Regions from separate parts of the Anser cygnoides genome. Here region 2 is linked to region 1. The links are chromatin contacts, called in public Hi-C maps. All regions are on one chromosome and are shown on one strand. Each heading gives the region's core, a stretch centred on a gene start, on an enhancer-like site or on the middle of the called end of the contact. The rest is flanking DNA. Distances are from core to core; before and after follow the strand shown.

The links. Hi-C and Micro-C count contacts between places; a contact is called where the count stands out from the background.
Region 2: a contact with region 1 is called in a Hi-C map of liver, with 2.2 times the contacts expected there. The contact joins the promoter of UBA6 here to the promoter of LOC106043981 in region 1. A contact is called at or near these places in 3 of 7 Hi-C or Micro-C datasets (granulosa cells and liver).

Annotation. Positions count from the first base shown.
Region 1 is chr4:65,140,058-65,144,186 of Taihu_goose_T2T_genome, reverse strand. LOC106043981 (sulfotransferase 1 family member D1-like) reads right to left here and starts at 2,401. Exons shown (of 7, transcript XM_048073552.2): 1 at 2,257-2,401; 2 at 2,058-2,183; 3 at 1,863-1,960; 4 at 1,638-1,764; 5 at 1,448-1,542; 6 at 1,156-1,336; 7 at 776-1,026. The coding sequence starts at 2,401. The coding sequence ends at 914.
Region 2 is chr4:65,296,949-65,301,077 of Taihu_goose_T2T_genome, reverse strand. UBA6 (ubiquitin like modifier activating enzyme 6) reads right to left here and starts at 2,048. Exons shown (of 37, transcript XM_066996315.1): 1 at 1,914-2,048; 2 at 1,526-1,637. It overlaps LOC136790740 (a long non-coding RNA gene), which reads left to right and starts at 2,133. Exons shown (of 4, transcript XR_010831236.1): 1 at 2,133-2,238; 2 at 3,854-3,980.

The DNA of each region.
Region 1 (4,129 bases), core at 1,152-3,651:
TTTCGGGGAAAGGGCCACCCTTTGGCAAAGCCAGGAGCTGGGGGTGCATGAGGACGCCCCTCTGCACTAAAATAAATGTGTTGGAAGGGTTTATTCTTTAGCTGCACCAATAGCACTGCTGCTTGCAGATAAATCCGGTTTGCATCTCTTTGGGACAAACCAGCCGCAGGACATTGCCTGTGCAGAAACGTCGCTAGTTTGGACACTCATAAACCAAAGCTGGAAATAGGGCATAATGGGGGGATTTGGGTCTCAGGAGCAAATCCCTGATGCCAGTGGGCCAGGTTGTCCCAGTGGTGCCTCAGCAAGAGCCTGGTGCAACTGTGTGGGAGCGGGGACATCCCCCATGTCACCGTGCCAGCGGGGCCAGTGCTAGTGCCAGGCAGGAGGTGTTTCCCCTTGCCTTTGTCCTGCAAAGCCCATGCTGGTGCAACGGTGATGGAAATTTCTGCCCTGCCACCGCCCGCTCTGCAAAGCAACCTGCAGCATTTCGGAGGCGTAAACATGCCTGGGCACAGAGTCAGCGTGGGGGCAGTGAGCACCCCGACTTGCTTTGGGGTTTTTCCACTCTTAGGACAGTCGTTGCTCCTGCTGGCACCGCTCTTTGCTTTATAGGAGTGGGCCAGGCCAGCCCCATGTGTCTGGGGCTGAAAGTGATGCTTTGGAGTATGGGGTCCCCACGGCAAGCATCTCCATGTGCCTGCAGGCGTCTTGAGGCACCAAGAACACGCGTCAGGTTCTGCCCTTGCCCTTCATCACAGATGAATGCTCAACCTCTGGCTATTGCAATTTATTATGGGAAGAAAAATGTCCGGCGAGCTCCGGGCTGCAGGAATCCGGTGCTGGCTCCCCATCAGGGCAGGGACCCCTGGGAAGCGCAGGGGGCAGGCAGTGCCCCGGGGGTGGGCGTCCCTCACACCTCCGTCTGGAAGCAGAGTTCTGAGCCCGCCATGTGCTGCTGGTAGTGCCGGTCAAAGCACTCATTCTGCGCCACGGTGAAGTGGTTCTTCCAGTCTCCGGAGATGCCTTTGGGGGTAGGGAGGTGAGAAAGCACGTGGGGCAAAATCTGGCCCCCGCAAACATCTGCTATCTGGGCTGAGGTAGGGCCTGGGACCCACCCTCCCCACTGACCCAGGATCACTGGCCGAAACCTACCTTTCCGCATGAAAGGGGAGAGGCTGTGGTCCATCAGCGAGGAGGGCATGGTCTCATAGTTAGCGGCGGGGTTCTTCTTCATCTCCTGGAAGGAGGTGTGGTGGAGGATCCTCGCCACTGTCTCCTCTGGCACCTCCTTGCCCAGGAACTGCAAGATCTTCTGCACCTCACGCCGTGGGTCCTGTGGGGTGGCAGGGGCAGGGATGCTCAGTGCTGGTGCTCCCCCTAGAAATGGGGGGGGGGGGGGGCAGCCAGGGCAGGTGCAGGCACCCCTCTCTCCAGCCCACCTTACCTTCTTCATGTCCTCGTAGAAGAGGTAGAGGAGCCGTTTCTCCTGCCTCTTCTCCCACCAGCCTCTCACATGCTCATACCAGGACCCGTAGGCCACTGTGGGATGTGGGTTGGGTTAGCCGAAAAGTGGCAAGGAGGAGGACGCCCTCCCCACCAGCATTTTTGTGGGAGCCCAAGCATTCAGCCCCCACCTTTTCCATTCATGAAGGTCTCCAGGAACTCAGCCAGCGTGCCAGGGTCAGGGTGTATCTTGGCCATCTGGTAGAAGTAGTAGTAGGAGATAACAACGTCCTTGGGGTTGCGGGCCATGTAGATTACCTGGGGACAACCGAAGCTGTGGTTGAGGGAACAGGAACAGTGCCCCCTCCCTACTGCCCTGCTGGGGAGAAAGGTCAGGGGCAGCCCCATAGCATTACCTTGCAGTCCTTCTCCTGGAAGGAGGCCGGGAGGAGCTGGACTGGCAGGTGGGTCTTCACCAGCCGCGGGGATGGGGTTTTCTCCAGCAGGTCGACACCTGCAGGAGGGGAGATCAGTGGGATGAGCCCCCTGCTCTGACACCCCCACCCGTGCCCCAGCTCGACCCCTTCCCCCTACAGCCCTCGGCCACTCACCGCTTGGTATCTTGGGGGCCTTCATCTCTAGGAAGGGCACCCGGTTGAAGATGGCATCCCGCCGGCACTTCTCCACGTCACCGTCATGGTAGATCATGTCCAGGATCTCACTCAGCCACGTCGTGCCTGTGGCACAGGGCAGTGTCTCAGGGGCTGCAGGCGCCCCGGCAGCGTCCCCATCCCCCCTAGGTCCACTCACCTGACTTGGGGTAGGTGGCGATCAGCAGGTCATCATGCCGGGCTTGGAAAGCCTCCACCTGCGGCCAGCCCTCTATGAAGGACTTGTAGAAGGGGATGCCGTGGAGGCTTCCCAGATCCTCCCTGCCCACCTCGTCCATCCCCATCGCTGGCAGTGTGTCCCCAAGGCACTGACGCTCTTCTGTGCCTGCGCTCAGGGGAGGGCAAAGTCCACCCTGAATCACGTGCAGCCCCACGGGGCGGCGACAGCCTCCTCACCCGGCCCCCAGCTCGGCTTCCTTCCCCTGTAAAAGTATGGGTGCCACGGACTGCATACGCTGGGGACTTTTGGAGCAAGACAGGCTCGACCCGGGAGAGGAAACGCCTCGTCTGTTTGCTGGACTGCACTGCACAGCCTTGTTTTCTGGCTGTTTCTGTCCGTTGCCGGCTCAATGGTGAGACATGGCTTGGTTGGGGAAGTGAAGGAGGAAATTGGAGGCCGGTGGGTCACTCCATGGGGAGCAGGGTGGTGGGATTTGGGAGCTGGGCCCCAGGGCTGCTGGGGCCCAGCTCCGGCTGTGGAGCTGCATTGGAGGAGACCCAGCCTTACTGCCCGGTGCCGCTTCAGCCTCAGCTCTAGCTGCTGAGGAGCCCTGGCCCCCCCACACCTCTGCAGTCCCAGGGAGATGCTGCCAGTGCATGTTAAAGGCAGTCATTTTAGTATAAACCGTCACAGCTGCACACGGTGTGAATATTGACTAGCTGGTTTGTATTTATTGATTTATTAGTTAGTAACTATTATACTATGTTATACTATGTCTGGAATAGAGAGTGGAGCCTCAGAAGCGTTGTTTTGCCCAGAGACTGTCTCAAACACTGAATTCAGCACGGTGCACATCACCGTCCTGCATTTTGGGGATGATTAAAGCTGCCCCAGCCCCACTCCCCCAGCTACTGTGCTCTCTGGATCTTTAGTTAGGCAACTGCTCAGGTCTCTCTGTGCTCCAGGACATCTACGTGCTCCGGAACATCTTCTGCATGTTCCAGAACATCTTCTGCATGCTCCGTAATGTCTTCTGCATCCTCCGGGACATCTCCTACATGCTCTCGGACGTCTTCTGCGTGCTCCAGGACATCTTCCACGTGCTACAGGATGTCTTCTACTTGCTCTGGGGCATCTGCATGTTCCAGAACATCTTCTGCATGCTCCGTAATGTCTTCTGCATCCTCCAGCACATCTCCTACATGCTCTCGGATGTCTTCTGTGTGCTCCAGGACATCTTCCGCGTGCTATATCATGTCTTCTGCGTGCTCCAGGACATCTTCTGCATGTTCCGGGACATCTCCTGCATACTCCAGGATGTCTTCTGCATGCTCCGGGGCATCTTCTGTGTGCTCCAGGCTGTCTTCTGTAAAATGCGGCAGTTCCAAGATGTGGCCCCTGGCCCTGCCCTCCTGGGCACTGCAGGGAAGGCGGCCACCCCACTGGGAGGGAAATGGAAGCTCCAGTGATAGAATCATAGAATGGCCTGGATTGGAAAGGACCTCAAAGATCATTTCATGCCAACCCCCCTGCCAAAGGTTGGACAAGAGGTGATGGACAATCAAAATGTGGATTGGTTCATGTTTGAGGCTGAAACCTTTTGACATGATGCCATTGTGTTACATGGGAAGAAATGAATGTTCAGTAGAGAATAAAGGCCATATAAACTAAATTAAACCATTAATTTAACATTGGTGGTTGGGAAAGACACACTGTCAGTCAGCCTAGGTCAAGTCAGGGCTGTGAAGTGTGACAAAGCCCCACCTCCACCCTGCCAAAATGCAAGTTTCTCAGCAAGGCCACTGGCCTTTTCCTCTTGGTATGGATCTTTGTGTGCTGGTTCCATTTGTAT
Region 2 (4,129 bases), core at 799-3,298, 160 kb before region 1:
GGGCAGGCTGTTCTTTTGTTATGCAGGCTTGGAATTTGTGCTTTCTAGATCTGACAGGAACCACCACCAAATACAAAAGCAGAACAGTCCCCACACTTGACCCAGAACATCAGTTCTCACCACTACTAGAGAGGTGCACATCTTAATACAACTCCCTACAAACAGACTTGGAAACAACGAGATGTTGAGACAAAGGCTGACAAACCTAAGAGATTGCGTGTAAAGGCCTAGATATGCTAAGAGTACTAAGGAGTTTTCCCTCTGAGATCATGGATGCACAAATATACTCTGAAACAGCAGTAATACTGCCCACAGGTTAACTCTTACTTACCGTTCAGATGCCTTTAGTGCATATTGTAATATTTCTGATGTGCAGCACCTACACAGCCTGGAACAACTTGGGACCAGAACATTTTGATCTGAAATTTGCCCACTTGTTTTCTCAGACCACAAGGTAGATAGCGCTGCAGTATGGCAGTGAGGGACAGACAGGGTTACACTGGAAAGCAGGCCACAGATCTGACCAGTTAAGCTGCTCCACGGTGTGGACACTAAATCCCACACGTAAGCCAACAAAGAAAGCAGTCAGCATGCGGCACCTCCATTGTATCTGCACAACCAGCCACTTCAGCACAGCTCCCATGCCTTTACACAGCAAGCACTGAAAATAACCAACGCCAGTGTTACTACATCATCCTGGGATCCAGCTCTTAAGGCAAGAAGTAACAGACCTTATCTGATGACAGACTTGAGTCCCTGCTCAGGTAAAAGCCTAAATTACATCCTCTGTGTGGGTGACAAGACTGGAAGTCCCCTCAAGACAAACCAGTGCCGTCTCATTGTGGCCCGGAGCAGCCATCCCTGAGCTGTTCTGCTCCTCCACAGCACAGACACTTTGGAACTGCTCAGCGCTAAATGATTTTGGCACACTCAGGTGGGGAAGCAGGTGAAACACACCCACCTTCCTCCCTCACAACCCCCCAGCTACTCCTGCTGACAGCCACCACGTGTGCTCTCCCCAACAGCCATTTGTAAATAACGAGGACGTGCGATGAACACACCAGAGGTTTGCCACCTGCATCCCAGACCCATTTGAGAAGGGCCTTTTCAATATGCTTATTGACTCCCAACTCTCTTCATATGGCACACAGCTGCTGCCAGGTATATCACGTTTGGCAAAACATGGTTTCTCATGCCAAAATAGGTCTTCGTAGTACTATTATCTAGTGGCCAAAGGACAAAACTCTGTTAACATACTCCTGCATCCAAGTTGTATTTCGTATTACCTCACCTCATATTAAATCTGTCTCAAAGAATGGCACATAATACGGGGGGTAGGTCCTTCTAGTTACTATCAATTGTTCAACATTTATACGTTCACTTCCATTTCTTTTTAGCCTCAGCTGTTTGTGGGACAGCCCAGGGACAAACTGAGAAGCTATGTCTGACAAAGAAAGGCTAAGATATTCCGAACAGCAAAGGCACCGAAGCCATGGTGTTTGGCTGTTTTCATGGTCCTTCTTACCTCAGAGTTAGCACAGGCTACAGCAGAATAAGTCAATTACTTGCTGTTCAGCAGGCAGGCCTGGGTTCATCCCACCTACCCCCGGTTTCCAGAGGCAGCTGACGCAGGCTCCCTGTTTGGGCAGCAGAGGGAGAGGACGCTCAGACCCGCTATTAGCCGCCCCGCCGGGCACCGCCGAGCTAAAACCGCACCTCGGCTCTCCCCTGGGGCTCCGCGGCGAAGCCAACCGGCGTCAAAACAAACTCGAGCCGCCGTCGGCAGCCCCAAACCCGGCCCTCCCCGCGGCCCCAAGCCCAGAGAGCAGCCCCGCCGCTACCCCTCGCCCCCGGGGAGCCGGCCCCCAGCCCCGGCCACCTCCCCGCTCCGGGGCCCCGCCGCCCGCTCTCACCGCGGCGGCCCGGCACTATGAGCAGGCCCGTGCCCTGCCGGCGGTGCCGGAGAAGAGAAGGCAGGAAAGGGGTGGGAAGCGGCAGCGACGCCGGTGCCGCGGCTCTTCCCCGCCTGCGCCGACATGAGGGGCCGGGCTACGGCCGCCACCTCCTCCTCCTCCTCCCGCCGCGCCGCGACATGGCGGCCGCGAGGGACGGAGGTGGAAGTGGTCCCGGCCATTTCCAGCTCCGGGCACCTTCGGTGTCGCTCTCCTCCGCGACCCAGGAGGCGATCGCTGATGCCGCAGAGACGATTTCTTCGAGGGGCTCCAATGTTTTTTGGGGGTGCGGGGCTCGTCAGGGGTCAGCGGGAACCTGGCCCTGAAGCTCTTTACCCGAGAAGCAGGGCCGGGAAGTCATGTCGTAGGGGCTAAATTTGCCCCAAGCGCCCCGGCAGGTGTTTTTCGAGATAGTTTTCTTCCAGCTTCCGGCTGAATTTGGTGATTTGCAACTAAAAGCTTGTGAAGTCAAAGACAAAATCTGTGCGCTCAGCTTTTCTTATTCTGCAAGCACTGTGTGGTTAAAATTAAAAGTCCTGTTACATTAAATTGTTACCAGTTTAGACAATAGATTATTTCTAAAACATGCCCTTGAGGTATCATCTCCCCATCGTGCAGGACACGGTGTGGCCTATCTCAAAAACAGACACTTTTACTAAATGGCTGCTAGGGAGTGAAATTTTGGCATCCCAAGCACAAATGCTAGGTGGCATCTAAAGGCATACAGGAGCACAGATCTGGCACAAAGTGGTCACACAGTCAACACACAACATCCCACACTGAAACAGTATGGGCTTGCAGAAACTTCCTTTGTTTTTTTGGTGCCATTCGACAAGTGCTGATCAAAGCAAGCTGTGGCAACTATCACTGTCTCCACAGAGTTCTGGCACCAGCAGTTCCACATCCTCTATACATATTTTCTTTGCAGCCTCCTCCCATTGCCCAGATTCTGGTTAAGATCCCAGTACTATCAGGCAAGTGGAATTTCCAACGTAAGCCCTGCCTTAGCTTGTGCTGTCCCTGACCGTTGGGTTAGCTGAGGTAAATCTGCCTTGCTATCTCTGACACATCTTATTCAGATAAAATGGGAGGGATACATTGTTGCATAGCCAACAATGATGGAAGAAGTGTCATTGCATACAGTTTATACAGAATAGTCACCTTTTATTTTTAGATTTGTTACTCTTTTTTTTTTAGAAAACTGCATTCTATATTACATGAAAAAAAAACGCAAGTCAGCCTTTTCTCTATCTTGATTCTTTTTTGGGGGGGAACTTCACAGTATCACAGTATCACAGATTTCTAGGTTGGAAGAGACCTCAAGATCATCGAGTCCAACCTCCGACCTAACACTAAGTACTCCACTAAACCATATCGCTAAGCTCTACATCTAAACGTCTTTTAAAGACCTCCAGGGATGGTGACTCCACCACCTCCCTGGGCAGCCCGTTCCAATGCTTAATAACCCTTTCGGTAAAGAAGTACTTCCTAACATCCAACCTAAAACTCCCCTGTCGCAACTTTCGCCCATTCCCCCTCGTCCTGTCACCAGGCACGTGGGAGAACAGACTTCTAGAGAACTTCTAGAGACAAGATGTCCCAAGTTTTGTCCTATTTGTGCATGCATGTGAGCATCTGCTACATTATTTTAATTATTTTAGCATTTTTATCTCGTATGACTGGAACTAAGAGAGTCCAAAGGAACTTCCAAGTCTTCATCAGGACTTACACCACAATCCCAACAACGCACGCAGGCTTTTGTACTGAATTATTAACTAAGGCTAAGAGAAGCTGGACAGCATTCATCTTTCAAACACAGGCTATGGTTTGGCAGGATCAGGGTTGAAGTACTTGCCTACTACATGCCTTTTTAAAATTTTATTTATTTTTTATTTAAATAGAACACATGGAGAAGATGACGACAAACTTCACAGATCCACTAGAGGCCACTAGAAGTCTAAAATGCTGGACTCCAAGGCAGGTAAACAGAGAAAGCAATACGGGATGAAAAGAACGCAATTCGTACTAGTAAGGCAATTAATATTTAAGGCTGGTATTTGCTTTCTGTCTTTTTCATATAATACAAAAAATCAAAATACACAAAAATATAAAATTAATTCTGTTATTTCAATGACTCAAAGAGCAATGCACATACCTGATGAGCAGAATTAAACAGA